Regions from separate parts of the Mus musculus genome. Here regions 2, 3, 4 and 5 are each linked to region 1. Evidence: chromatin contacts called from public ChIA-PET and promoter capture Hi-C data. All regions are on one chromosome and are shown on one strand. Each heading gives the region's core, a stretch centred on a gene start, on an enhancer-like site or on the middle of the called end of the contact. The rest is flanking DNA. Distances are from core to core; before and after follow the strand shown. Region 1 holds the start of Inf2 (inverted formin, FH2 and WH2 domain containing). Region 2 holds the start of Aspg (asparaginase). Region 3 overlaps Kif26a (kinesin family member 26A). Region 4 holds the start of Btbd6 (BTB (POZ) domain containing 6). Region 5 holds the start of Nudt14 (nudix (nucleoside diphosphate linked moiety X)-type motif 14).

Evidence for each region. Promoter capture Hi-C pulls out the DNA fragments that hold promoters and counts their contacts. ChIA-PET counts read pairs in DNA pulled down with a chosen protein or histone mark.
Region 2: a promoter capture Hi-C map of liver shows a contact between it and region 1, with 7 times the contacts expected there. The contact joins the promoter of Aspg here to the promoter of Inf2 in region 1. A contact is called at or near these places in 11 of 39 promoter capture datasets (3T3-L1-derived adipocytes, cranial neural crest, embryonic stem cells and 5 more), 1 of 484 Hi-C or Micro-C datasets (liver), 6 of 115 datasets of contacts at active chromatin or transcription factors (embryonic basal ganglia, embryonic hindbrain, embryonic stem cells and 2 more) and 3 of 9 other capture datasets (embryonic stem cells, liver and pancreatic islet).
Region 3: a promoter capture Hi-C map of cranial neural crest shows a contact between it and region 1. The contact joins the enhancer-like site here to the promoter of Inf2 in region 1. A contact is called at or near these places in 2 of 39 promoter capture datasets (cranial neural crest and neural stem cells), 6 of 115 datasets of contacts at active chromatin or transcription factors (embryonic basal ganglia, embryonic forebrain, embryonic stem cells and 2 more) and 1 of 9 other capture datasets (adipose tissue).
Region 4: a promoter capture Hi-C map of neural stem cells shows a contact between it and region 1. The contact joins the promoter of Btbd6 here to the promoter of Inf2 in region 1. A contact is called at or near these places in 1 of 39 promoter capture datasets (neural stem cells) and 1 of 9 other capture datasets (adipose tissue).
Region 5: a contact with region 1 is called in an RNA polymerase II ChIA-PET map of memory CD8 T cells, with 11 read pairs. The contact joins the promoter of Nudt14 here to the promoter of Inf2 in region 1. A contact is called at or near these places in 2 of 115 datasets of contacts at active chromatin or transcription factors (memory CD8 T cells and pancreatic cancer cells).

Annotation. Positions count from the first base shown.
Region 1 is chr12:112,587,466-112,590,071 of GRCm38.p6, reverse strand. It overlaps Inf2 (inverted formin, FH2 and WH2 domain containing), which reads right to left and starts at 1,288. Exons shown (of 23, transcript NM_198411.2): 1 at 1,177-1,288.
Region 2 is chr12:112,105,383-112,107,988 of GRCm38.p6, reverse strand. It overlaps Aspg (asparaginase), which reads right to left and starts at 1,306. Exons shown (of 15, transcript NM_001081169.1): 1 at 1,016-1,306. The coding sequence starts at 1,097.
Region 3 is chr12:112,162,094-112,164,699 of GRCm38.p6, reverse strand. It overlaps Kif26a (kinesin family member 26A), which reads right to left. Exons shown (of 16, transcript NM_001097621.1): 4 at 1,159-1,349. Among named protein-coding and RNA genes, the nearest start is that of Kif26a, 17 kb to the right of the region's middle. Within about 2 kb of position 1,284, at least 44 of the 459 cell types and tissues checked have an H3K27ac peak or open chromatin away from gene starts, as enhancers often do. A contact at or near this core is called in embryonic forebrain, embryonic stem cells and neural stem cells, where this site is marked.
Region 4 is chr12:112,975,285-112,977,890 of GRCm38.p6, reverse strand. It overlaps Btbd6 (BTB (POZ) domain containing 6), which reads right to left and starts at 1,328. Exons shown (of 4, transcript NM_201646.2): 1 at 909-1,328; 2 at 742-832; 3 at 520-638; 4 at 1-387. The coding sequence starts at 1,285. The region is part of intron 5 of Brf1 (BRF1, RNA polymerase III transcription initiation factor 90 kDa subunit); the gene reads left to right.
Region 5 is chr12:112,940,835-112,943,440 of GRCm38.p6, reverse strand. It overlaps Nudt14 (nudix (nucleoside diphosphate linked moiety X)-type motif 14), which reads left to right and starts at 1,299. Exons shown (of 5, transcript NM_025399.4): 1 at 1,299-1,450. The coding sequence starts at 1,370.

The sequences.
Region 1 (2,606 bases), core at 39-2,538:
ATTTAAGGTAGGTGCTTTCAGGTCTCAGCACAGCGAGATGGGTGCAATTAGCTAGACAGCCATCAGCACCCCCACAAAATGAGGGGCCTCAGCTGGAGGTTAACCCCTCAGGAGCAGAACCCTTGCCAACAGCCTGCTTGGGTACCAGGGAGGGAAGCTTAGAGACCGCCAGGAAAAGGTAGGAAGGCAGAGCCAGGCAGGGCAACTCCTACCTGGTCCTAGGGGGACCCCCAGCTAGGTCAACTTGCACAGCTGCTCCCCAACCAATGGGTTGGGACAGGGAGAAGCCTTAGTCTCCAGCCTTGGAACAAACACCTTTTTTTTTTTTTTTTTTTTTTTTTTGCTCTAGGGGTTACAGTGTCTGCTTCCCAAATGCCCCCTGCCCTGGGTGACACCCTGAAGGGATACAGTCTGAGACACTCTCCTCACCCTTCAAGTTTAGAGAAGGAATTGAGGCCCAGAGAGGACGGGTAAGGAGGGACTTCCCAACTCTGGCTTCGACCCGGGCGTGCAAGCTTTAGAGTGGGTGCACTGACCTGGAGCCCAAGGCAGGAAGGAGCAGGGTCATTTTTGCCGCTGACTCCTGGTGTGTCCAACCTGTCACCGTGTGCCACCGGGCACTGAGCGGTTAGAAGACGGGACACACGGGCCCATAGACGGCTCTCCATCCCATAGTCCTCTAGGGAGTCCACCAAAGCATAGTTGGGCTTTCTGCTAAGATCACCTTCATTCCCAGCGTCCTTGCCCAGGAGGAGGGTAGACAGGGGTAGCCACAAGAAACAGAGCTGTGTCACTCTCTCAGGTCTGCCTTAGCCCACCGGCGGCGGGCATCTTTAGAAGCTAGCTGTCAGGGCGGGGCCGCAAGCTCGCCCTGTGCTATCCCGGAGGCGGACCTCCAGTTGAAGTTTATTTTCTCAACTGTGGCTGATTCATGGTCAGGATGTGGTAGCCGCAAGGTGGGGGAACTCCTCCAGTCCGACCCGGAGCAAACACCCTATGAGCAGTGAGCATCATCTCCATATCAGCCCGTAGTCGAGGGCCAAGAGCGCGGGACCAGGTTCTTGGCCACCTTGGTGCACACGCGGCAGTCCGCTCCTCAACCCCAACCATTTCCCTCACTGCCCCCAGACTCGGTTTCCCTCTGCGTTCCAGGCTAGCCCGAAGCCGCGGACTTACCGGGTGGGGGTACAGCCGAGAGATGGTGCAGAGTGCTGTGTCCCGGCGCCGGAGCGTCTGGGGCTGCGGGCGGCGGCCTCGCGGCTGCTTTCCGCACAGTCTAACCGCGCTCGCGGGCCGGGCGGGGCTGGAGGGAGGAAGGGGAGGTGCGGCCCCACCCGGCGGCGGCCACGTGGGGGGCGGTGCTGCCCGGGGCGGGGCGGGGTGGGGTCTCCAAGGAAGCCCTGCCCACCCGGGTCTGGCATCTCTGCGGGGGCGGAGAGATGAAAAGGAATGGGACATTCCGGGACTCTCTAGAGACCTGCTGGGAATGGCCCTTTTGCCTCCGACCTCACTGTCAGTTCCCGCCCAGGCTCCCTAGCACGTTCCTTATCTCTCCCCTACGCTGGCCATCTGGTGGACTCACGAGTTGGTCAGGTTCTCCACCACCTCTGGTCCAGCTCTGCCTCCCACACGGGAGCCCTGCTGTAGGCTGCTGATCTTGAGAGTCCTCCGATGTCCCTACCTTCATCCTTTTTTCACTGGAGGTAGCTATTTCCAGTTTCTAGCTCTGTCCTGAGGACCTGCTGAAGTGCTCTCCCTGGCCCTAGCCTGGGCTGTGCGCCCTCAGTTTCTCCAGCTTGAAGTTGTACCTTTAAAAGGTTTATGAACGTGAATAAAGGGTCTCCACTTACTTGAGCCTTGAATCTTCCAAGCTGGGTGGAGGGCATGTGGCGGGTGGGCAGAGTGAAGGGCTCTGGATCTCCTGTAGCCATTCTATCCTGGACACAGCATCATGCTTGGGGGTTTATGTGCTCTTCTGCCACATGGGATTAAGCACAGCCTTGGCTGCCTGTAAATGTCCATCTCAGTATTCTGTGCCCCCTGCTCGGCCCTATCATCTCAAGCGCAGGGCCAAAAGCAACCTTTGATAGCTAGCCAGTGTTGGGATGGCCCCAAAGTGCTTGGTGTGCACCGCCAAGGCAGGTGCTGACTGGCTCTTGGACACTGCCCAGCCTGGGATGTAAGTCTTGGCCGTTCCTGTAGTGGGACTCAGCTGTTCTTAGAATGCACAGTCCCTGCAGCCACCAAATGAGCCACTCAGCCCCACTAACGCTCAGCACAGAGACCTTCTGTCTGGGCTGCAATTCTGGTTACCCAACATCACCTAGGTCTGGTGGCTCCTTCTGGGAAGGGGTCAGCAAGGTTTACTCACTCTGTCCTGGGCCTTTGGTCAGAGGGTGTGTTTATTTACCCAAAAGGAGGAATGTGACTATGGCCCCAGCCTGGAGGACTGTTGGCCTCAGCCTGTCACCATCCCTCATTCCCTCATCCCCCCATGAGACCGCAGTGGCTGTGTTTGGGAACTGTGTCATCTTTCCAGGTTCTTCTGCAGTGGCCCTGAGGGAGGTGCGGCCCTGTTGGAGCTGTTCCTCAGGGTCAGGCCAAGC
Region 2 (2,606 bases), core at 57-2,556, 480 kb after region 1:
TGTTCTTCCACTGTAGCACACACGGGGACATCCAAGGGGCACGAGGCACAGTGTCACCACAGGTGGGACTGTGCGCAGAGTCCACTGGTCCCTTAGCTTGGGCCACACCAATTAGGTTCAACAGGACTGAAGTCGCCCAAGTGTCAAGCCGAGAGGGGAAGAGTCCAGGTGGGACAAGGTCCCGGTGCATAGGGCCAGTCCCTGTTCTAGGCAGTTCTGAAGCCTCCTCTCTAAGCTGTGTGCTGGGTTCCTCTCTCCTTTCCTCACACTGCACGTCCTGGTCTGGCCACACTTCTTCCTCAGCCCAGCAGCCACTCCTTCCAGGAGCCTGTGTTCTCAAAGGAGCCCTCAGAGAGTGGCCCCACTACAACCCAACAGCACACACGGTGCCCACTGCAGTAACTGACCCGCTAGCGTTCAGCTTCTTAATGGGTGCTGTTGCTTTGTCATCAGTCCAGTGAAGGCTAAGCAAATTGGCCACGACCTCACCTGCTAGTGGGGTGTCCCCGGGGGGCATTCCCCAGGTTGTCTCGACCAGAGGCAGCAGAATGTGTCAGAGGACAGACTTCCAAGCCCCTGACCCTGGTGCCCAAGCTCCTTGAGCAACCAGCTTGGCCCTCAGTTTAGGAAAACTAAAGGTTCTCTGCAGGGAGAGAGCAGGCAAGCAGCTCTGCCTGAGGCAGTGTTAGTCCCTCAGAGGAAGCTAGCTCACCCTAAGGGCTTTCATAGGCTAGAAGGTGTGGAATGTTCCAGCATCCTTCCCAGCGCCCCAGGCACAGAACAGAGCAGCCTTCCATGGTCCCTCCTCCCCCCATGAGTCTCATGGCTTCAGGGATAGATAACTTCAGGTCAGGAACATTTACTCTGCCCCTCACCCTTTCTAGGGCCGGGGCTCCAGCCACCAGAGCTCCCAGAGGAGAAAGGGTCCTTTCTCCCCTTTCAAGAGACAGCCCCAGAGTTCCCAGTGGCCCAGCCCTGAGGTTGTTCTGCTTAGGGCGTGGGGACACAGACTTACCTCCGCCTTCGCTCCGCATGCCGATGGTGCCGCCAGTGTAAATGGCCAGCAGCCGCCGCTCTGGTCCCATAGCACGCGCCATGGCTGAGACAGCTGGCTCCTCAGTGGGGACAGAGCCAAAGGGAAAACAAGACCGGGAAGCGGAGGGGACTGCAGGGTGGGGCTTACTGGAGGTCTGGGGCTCCTCTGGTTGGTGGGAATTGAAGATCCAAGGTAGGCTGGACCTCGGGGTGTGGAGGAGGAGTCACCTTCAAAGTAGAGAGCGGGACACTTGGACTCTTGTAAAGGGCAGGAAGAATGTCTGCTAGGGATGGGCTGAGACCATAGGAGGGTGGGGCCTCAAAAAGGGGCGGGTTTTCTGGGTTTGCCTTACCTAACTCAGGCCAGGGACCTCCAGAATGCCCAGTCAGGGCCACTCTCCAGTCCCAGTCTAGACACTCTCCACAAACTCCTTGAGTCTCTGAGGGTCCGGTCTCACTTGTGATCTAGAGGCACCAGGAGGGCAGGGAAATGCAGGAGCAGGGTCTTAAGAGCTAGGAGATCCTGATGCAGAGATAGCACACCTACTGTGTTCCTGAACTTGGAGCAGACCCAGCCCTTCAGAGGGAACTGAGCACCATCTCCAGAAATGTCCCCTCCCCAGAAATGTCCCCTCCAGACTACTTTAGGCAAAGGTGGGGCTGTCTCAAAAGGGATGGTGGGCAGCGATCCCCTGCCCTGATTACTTGCTGGGAGCTCAGGCCCAGAGGTTGAGAGTTAAAGATCTCAGTGGCACAGGTTCAGAGCCTAATTGAACCTCGTGGGGTGGGGGTGGGGGTGGGGACATGATGTTTTGCTATGTCTTTAGTCTCTCTGTTTTTTGAACACCCAAATCCAACCTATAATAGCACCCCTGGAGACCCTACTTATCCCCTTGTGCATCTCCTTCAATACTGATCTGTCACCCAGGACAGACCCCACCCTGTTAACACAATTTGACTTACAAACCCAGAATACCAAGTCTGACTAGGAGCAGGCCATCTCTGCTGATATCCCAGCTCAGAAGCTAAAGCCACGAAGGAACCAGGAGGAGTCAGCGGTCAAGTTCTTGTTCAGGGAACTCAGCTCTTGTTCTTCTTGAGTTTGCCCTCCAGAGACAGGATGGCAAGGGGTTAAATGCTATGGTGGGGACAGTAGCGGCTGTAAACAGGGCACAAAGAAGGTGATAGTGCTTCCACAGGTGACCAAGGTCTCCGTGTAGAGCTGCCATGGTGACAGAGTCAGGGCAGAATGGGACAAACATGTCAGGCAGTATGAGCAGGTACCCAGGTCTAAGGCTAGAACAACACTGGCTGGTATTTGCCAACTTGACACAAGCTAGTCATTTGGGAAGAGGGAACCTCAACTGAGAAAAGGCTTCCATACAACTGGTGTGGGAGGGGCCACCCACCGTGGGTAGTACCACTCTTAGGCAGGAGGTCCTGGGGGTACATAAGAAAGCAGGTTGAGAAAGCCATGAGGAGCAAGCCTGTAAGCAGCACTCCTCCATAGCTTCTGCGTCAGTTCCTGCCTCCAGGATCCTGCCTTGTGGCAGTCTAAGTTGTGGAAGCAT
Region 3 (2,606 bases), core at 35-2,534, 430 kb after region 1:
GAGGAACCTCCACAGCCTGGGATGAGACAAAAGGCAGTCAGCAGCTGCTGCCTGCAGCCGGGCAGGGTGGCTAATGAGCCAGTGAGAGGGGGCCACACATACCACACACGCTGTGTCAAGACCTTCCTCAGGCACCTCAGAATCAGGGTGCCAGGTGGTACCCAGACTCAGGACCTACAACCATGTAAACACTTTTCAATAGATTTGAGCATTTCAAAACCTCCTACCTAGTACCAAGCCAGGAGTGTAGCTACACACCGGCCACCAAATCCTCAAAGCAAAGGCCCTTGAAATCAGGACTGAGCAGGATAAGGACATGGCCAGATATCAGCCCCTCGTGCCCAGCCCCCTAGACCCTACCCTGACTGCTGCTGGCACAGGGAGGTTCCCAGACAGGCTGTCCCCATCTAGGCAGCTTGTCTGCATCTGGCTGGGTTGGTTGCTGAGGCCACATCAGTCACAGGAGGTCGTGCGCACTGCACTGTAGCATTCATCAGCCAGCCCTGACAATGCCCTAATCACATGCCCCGTCACGCCCCCCATCAGGCCCTCAAGTCCCCCCGGACCAGGGCTGATAAGACAGCCTCTGCACACTGCCCAGCGTGATACAGACAAGCTTATCAGCGCCCATTCGGGCTGCTAATGGGACAGTGACCCCCAGCTGGCTGCCATTACCTCTCATTATGGCGATTACATCCTGTAATCCCTGTTCCCTCAGGCTGTGGATGAGGGTAGGACTCCAGCCTTGGGTCTGCAGAACCAGAGGCTTTGCCTTGGAGCCAGGGAAACTCTCTCCAACCCATGCACTGGCCAGGCTCCCCCACCCACCCGCTGGCCAAACTCAGGAAGAGGGGGTCCTGTTCTCACCCTGAAGTACTTCTTTCCCTCTGGCCAGACGACCACAACCACACCATCTTACAACCTCAAGACAGGCATCCGGGAGGGGAGGAGTCAAACCCCAGCCTCTTCACATCTATGCACCCAAACTGTGGGCCCTAGACAGGTACCCTTGAAAAGTGTCCCAGGAGGCCAGCCGGGATTCTCGAAGCTCCCACTCTTCCATCAACTGAGCCACAGTTCTTTCTCCCAAGAACAGACAGATCAAGGCCTCCATTCTCCAACAACATGCTGCAGCTTGTGTGACCCCAGAGGACCTACCTTATAAAGAAAGAGGCCGCTGCAGACGGGCCTGTGGAACCCCCTGCTGAGGTGCCTGGGGCTGGGGTAACCAGGGCTGTAGTGCATGCTGCCCCTCGGCCCCACGCCTTCGACATACGTTCAGGGCCTGCTGCTGGAGCACAGTCTCGGACAGTGTCGGCCACAGCCACCGCAGCTACAGCTGCCTCAGCCTGGAGGAAGGAGAAATCCGCGTGAGGAACAGGCAGGTGACAGACCCATCACCCCAGGCTGAGTACCCTCACTTGCAAAATCCTGCCTATGTGACTGGAAATCACAGCCTAGAGACCTGGAGCCTGCACTAAAGGCCTAGCCTCCAAGGCAATCTACCAGGACTCCTGTCCCCAGCTCAGGGCATGTGACAGGTCTACCCCAGCCACGGAGGAAAATGCAGACCCCACCTGGGGCTGACTCTACAGCTTTTCTCAAGTCCTGGAGTGACCGCAGAGGTCAGGCAGACAGACCTCTTCTGGCCCTCATCCCTGGGCCATCTGGGAGCACCCAAAGGTACAATTACGCAAGGCACCACAATAAATATTTGGCATGAGAGCTAATTGTCCCCCCATATGATAACGTATGACACTCCACTATCTGAAATACAACTCTGGCATTTCCAACTAATTAGCTAAAATAAATTCTAGAGAGGGAGAGGCCTCAGCACGGTGCACAGATATAATTAAATGTCCCCAGGACAGCTTTCACATGCTGTTTACTAGCCCCTCGGGCTCTGGGAGCAGAGGGGACTCAAGCCCTAGCAGGAAAGGACAGGCAGCTGGTCTCTTCCAGAAAGCCCCAGGCCCCTAGAGCTCCAAAATACCCTCTCCACTTTGACAATATGGCCTGTGTCCCAGATGACAGAAGCCTGGGATCCCCAGGCTGAGAGGGCACAGGTGACCCTGGGATGAGCTCAGATATTACCAGGGTCTCTCAACGGATGCAGCCCTGAGACCAGGTGTGGTACCTCTGTAGAACGAGCCACCATGTACCCAGAGACCTTACCGCAGCAGGGCAGTTACCGTCCTTACAGCAAAAGCCTCACCCTGCTCAGCCCCTGAAGGACCCAGCTTCGAAATCCCAGACAGGGGATGGGACACTCTCTGCCTGTGAAAGCCCCAAGCCCAGCCCATGCTTTGAGCCAGTGCCAGCCCAGCACCTTCCTAGTCCCCAGCAGCACCCAGTACCCCAGGACTTGAAAGATCCATAGCTGAGCTTACCGGACACTGCACCAAACATTAATCAACTGCAAGTATAGGTGTATAGGACAACAGTCCTAAACATGCCTCAGAATCCAGCCTGGCCTGCCCTCTTCTCTGATCCACTCCCTCACCCCCACTGCTTAGTCCGGAAGACTGGCCTAGGAAAGAGTCAGTGTACACGCTGTAAGGCTGATGATCTGTGGTCTGGGTCCTTTGGAGCAGAGCCTGATTTGA
Region 4 (2,606 bases), core at 79-2,578, 390 kb before region 1:
TTGTGAGGAGTGACTGGGAGGCCCTGTCTCTTACATTCTGCCTCAGCCCAGTTCAGGACGGCCTCGAAGACCACAGCCTCCTTGGTATTGAGGGCCTCCCTGGTCACAATGATCTCCAGTGTCTGCCGGTCAATTTCACAGAAGCCTTCAGACCTCAGGGCCATTTCAGCTTGTGCATCAATGACTTCCCAGCATCTCTGGGTCAGTTCAGGCTCCTCAAACAGTCGGCTCTGGGACAGCAGGACACAAGCATTTTTGGCTTCCAGACTTGTTTCCAGAAAGTTGACGCAGGCCTTGGCCAGGGCAGGCACGATGTACTTCTTAGCAGCATACAGAGTGGCAAGCACTGTGTCCGCCTCCAGGTCGATCTCATCGCTGTACATGTACCTGCGTAAGGCAGGGGCTCTCCTGGGGAGCTGCAAGGGCTCCCCTGCACAACCTCTGGGGTTGTAGCAAACAGGTAGGGGACCATTGGAAGGTAACCACCCCATCCTTCCAGACCCAGCGCACAGCACTTACTTTAGCAAGACCAAGAAGGCAGCAGGCTCCACATCGGGAATGTGGATTTCTGACTTCACTTCCGCAAGATCCCCGTAGAACATGGCATAGAAGACGGAGCTGCCGACAGCCAAGACATACTGTGGATGAAAGAAAACCACCTGAGCTACAGGGCAGTAAACAAGGTCCAGGGAGACGCACCTAGCCAGGCCCACCAGGGGACAGGGCTGCGCCCTTACCCACCTTGTGGGCGGGCACACGCCTGGCAGCCCCCAGAGCCCCCACGATGAAGTGGACGTCAGCCATCAGCTCGTTGTTGAACATGAGCGCATTCCTGCAAAGGGCAGAGGCACACGGGCTGGAACGGCGCGCGCCCGGGCTCCAGAGCCCGGGGGCGGGCGGCGGCTCACCTCTCGCGCAGCGTAGGATGGAAGGACTGCCAGTTGGGGCTCTCGGGATTGTTGTTGTCTGGCAAGGGCGGCGCGGGCAAGGGCGGCAGCGGGGCGGGTGCCAGGCAGGGCGGGCAGCAAAGCCCGACCTTCGTGCTCTCGGCTGCGCCTGCCGCGTTGCTGTTGGCGATGTCGGTGGCAGTAGCTGCAGAGGGACTGGCGGGCGGGTACAGTTCCGCGGCCATCTTCGCTACTGCCGGGGCGGGCTCCGCACTGGTCGGTGCTGCGCCGCGCGCCTTCGCGCCGCGACGGGGCCTGGGAAACGGCTCTGCGAGCACCAGCAGGGAGGTTAGGCACTGCGCCACCCGCCCATGCAGGCAGGCGAGCGGCAGCAGCATGGGGCCACGCCGGCCCTGCCCGCTACCCACCCGCACCCCACACCCCTCACCGAGCCCGCGGCTCGGCCGCAGGGGGCGCCGTCCCGCCCGTACCCACTGCTGCGGCGCCGGCGTCTCTCGTCACTGTGCGTCAAGACGCGACTCCTCGTTCCAGGGCCCCGCCCCTGGGGGAGGTGTTGAAGCTCCGCCCGGGTGCCCAGGTTTAAGGGCGAGTTGTGGTTGCACCTTCTATCACTCAGAAATGAGATTTTTTTTCCAACAGCTCAGGCTTTGAAAAATCACCTGACCCAGCTAGCTTTTCTTCGTGGAGGAAATGAGTCTCTAACGCAAGGCTTGATCTCCCTTTTTGTGTACAGCTTCTTTAACAGAGCACAAAGTCAAGGGCAGTACACCTGTTATGTCGGAATTTCTTTTTCTGTCATGAGTCTAGACCTCATGTGCCACAGGGTGACCTCAAACTTTCTACATAGACCTTCCTTTCTAAGTTGACTACTCCAATGGGTTACATTTTGTTTGCCAGTTTATCCAACCGTGTATATATCAACTCTATATCCCAGTTGTGCTGACCATAGGGAGGCAATTTTATCCTTTCCAGATCCTAATTGCAATTCTTTGGGTCTTTATCCAGAAGTGAGATGATTGGATAAAATGGTAGCTCTTGATTTCTCATTTTTATTTTATGGATGTGGATGTTTTGCCTGTACCTGGTGTTTGCAAAGGCCAGGAGAGGCTGTTGGATCTCCTAAGACTAGAGATACAGATGGTTGTGAGCTGTGAGCTGTGGGTAGATGGGTGCTGGCTCTTCAGCAAGAGCAATAACCACTCTTAAGCACTGAGTCATATCCAGTGCTTCGTGCTCCCCCCGCCCCTTAGGTTTTGAGACAGGGATTTTCTGTGTAGCGCTGACTGTCCTGGAGCTAGCCTCAGATCTGCCTGCCTGCCTCCTGAGTGCACCATCACTGTCCAGATACAGTTACTTGTTTGAGCAAACTTTGCAATGGCCTTTGTTCGTGCTTGTATTATTTATCAGTCCTCCACAGCGTGCACTGCTCTTTTCCCTCATCCTGGGTAAACCTTGTTATAATGTTCTGGGTTTTATAGAGGCTATGCTAGTGGATATGAGGTGGAATCTTGATTGCTGATGTCAACCTTTCTGTGTTTCTTGGTCATTTGTATATCTTCTTGGAAGAAGTACCTCCATGAGTCGTTTGCCCACTTTCCAATCAGTCTGCTTCTTCACTGCATTGAGCTCAGTCTTTAGGACAGATGCTTTCTCCCTTTTTTGTGGTTGTCTTGACTGGACAGACTCCTTTGCTGCATT
Region 5 (2,606 bases), core at 50-2,549, 350 kb before region 1:
TCAACGGGGTCTTTGGAACTCCAGGAAACGGCTTGCCGAACACAGAGATGGTTTCTCTAAGTCTTGGGCATTGGCAGCATGGTGCCTTCCCACCTCACCCCACCCACTTTTGACAAACCCCTCTCCATCCAGGCTCCTGCATTGCTCCCATGGGGACAATGATCAGCTATCTAACAGTACCACTCTGGGCCCTGGCCAAAGCCCCTTGGACAGACATATTTCTTGCTCCTGCACACAGGTAGCCCTTTCCTGTGGCCCAGGGATCCCAGAAACTCTACTCACCTCAGTTTATACTAACATTCAAATGTGACTTTCCCCCTACAATGATCTGTAGAGTTGTGGGGGCTTTCTGTTTTCCTCTCAGGCAGGCCCAGTGAGCACAGGTAGCCCCCGGCCAGTGACACTGGGCCCTTTAACATCTTCCTTTGCCTGAACTACTGGTTATAGCAGTGAGAACTCTGTGACTGGTCCCTATTGTCTACACACACTCTAGGGAGAAAGTCTGCCAGGAGGCCTCTGAAATAAAGGAAGACACCTGAGGGCTTTGGTTTCGGGGACTAGAGGAGCTCTTGGTTGATAGTCACTCTGACCTCCAGGACACTAGGTGGCCAGGCCAAAGCCTGGAAAGTTCAGTACTTTAGGAGAGGGATGTGTGTGTGTGTGTGTGTGTATGTGTGTGTGTGTGTGTGTGTGTGTGTGTAGTCTTTAAGAATGGCTCTCTGTGAACCATGTGTCCCATATAGTGAAGTCCTCTCTCCTTGAATCTAGAGTGGCCTGGAACTTTGGATGCATCTGGATTGACATAGTGATGGAGCAGATCTGGGGCCCTGAACAGCTGTTGTGAAATGTGTGCAGCAACATGGCCTTTGTGAAGAACAGAGACAGGAAGTCGCACTTTCTCTCAAACAGGGTCAGGTCAGCCTCTGTGTGGCTAGTGCTCTTCCCGGGGCCTTCCTTCACCAGCCTTTTCTCTTCAGATTTGTCTTCTATTCTCCCCTTCTGTACGCTTCAGTGGGGGCCCTGGCTCCCCAGACTTGGGAAGGGGGTGAGTTTGTTGCTAACCCCGGCCAAACAGACTCCCGCTCAGCTGACCTACCCCGGTGATCCCCTCTGATTTCCACCCGTTGGAGGCTTCATATACTACGAAGCCCTCTCCACCCTACTCAGTTCGCTTCCCCTTTATGCTGGCTTGGGGACTTGTCTGAAAGCGCCTCCCTCGCGCGCAGCACTCCCGCAGGTGCTACCTGGACTCTGTGGCCCGCCCTCCGCCCCGCCCCCCGGCCCGCCCCGCGTGTGAACTGGGCATGCCCAGAAGTGCGTAGACGCGCCCGCCGGCTTCGATCCGCGGAAGAATCTGCTCTGCGCCACCATGGAGCGCATCGACGGGGTGGCCGTGGGCCTCTGTGCCCATTCGCCCTACCTGCGGCCTTTCACGCTGCACTACCGCCAGGTGATCCGCCCCACTCGCGTGTCTCCGCGCTCTCCCCCCGCCCCCCGCGTTGCGGCCCCGGCCCCGCCCCCCGAGCTCACGACTCCGCCCTGAGCGGATTCTCAGAGCTTGAGCTCCGCCCTCCTGCAGTCCTGACGGCCAGTCGGTCAACCCGGAATGGCCAAGGAAGGACATGCAAAGAGAATCGCTCTTTCCTGAGGAAGATTTGACTGGCCCTCCATTTCTGACCGCCCATCGATACTTTTATGCAGTTAGACCCATTGATTACTCTGGGTATCAGGGCAGGAAAACTCTTGGATCAGGGCAGGAAGAACTCTTGGGGAACCCCACAATTGCAGATACCCTCCTTGCGCCTTCTTTCTAGCTCCTCCTTCAAGCCTTAACAGAAAGTCTGCTGTCACGAAGAAACCTCTTCAACTCAGTCTTTCGCAGCTCCCAGGTGTCTGTCTCCCAGAACAACAGGGCCATACATAGCTATCTCACATGACACCGTTGGGCACCTAGTAGGCACACAGAAAACATTTGTTGAACCTACTTGCTGCCTCTTCTCTTTCGTCTTACCCCATGGTCTTCCTTCTCCTCTACCCTGCATGGCCCTGTCTAGTAGGCCCCTGGCACGTTGCCCATTTCCATTCTCTATGCTGTCTGATACACAATTTTCCTGACCTGATCAATGTAGCCCTGACTGGGTTTCAGCTTAGATCAGACCGCCCAGGGCTTGGCGTTTGCCCAGCTCTCCCACTCCATTTCTCTCACCAGTGTTGTGGCCTCCAGCCTGCAAATTCCCTTGCCTCTGGTGTGTCTGCTGTGTGGAGGTCCTTTCCACCTACCCACTAGGCTAGGGAATTCTTCTCCCAGAGTGCAGTGAGGTAATACAGGCTTGAGGGAGCAACTGGGTTCAGTTGAGGAACAAAGGGTAGAGACACGGGGTGTGTGTGGGGGATCACACTTCTTTTCCCTTTCCTCGGCTGGTGACATGGGGTAGCCATGTGGCTCTTTCATACCCAGGACCTGGGGTTCTGGTGGGCTGTGGACGGTCCAGGCTGGTTCGTTCGCCCTCACTTCCTGGGAAGTGCTGTGGGGTGGCTTTACAGCTTTGGCTGGCATCCCACCAGCACATTTCCGCTGATGGCATTGGTAACCAGAGCTCAGTTGA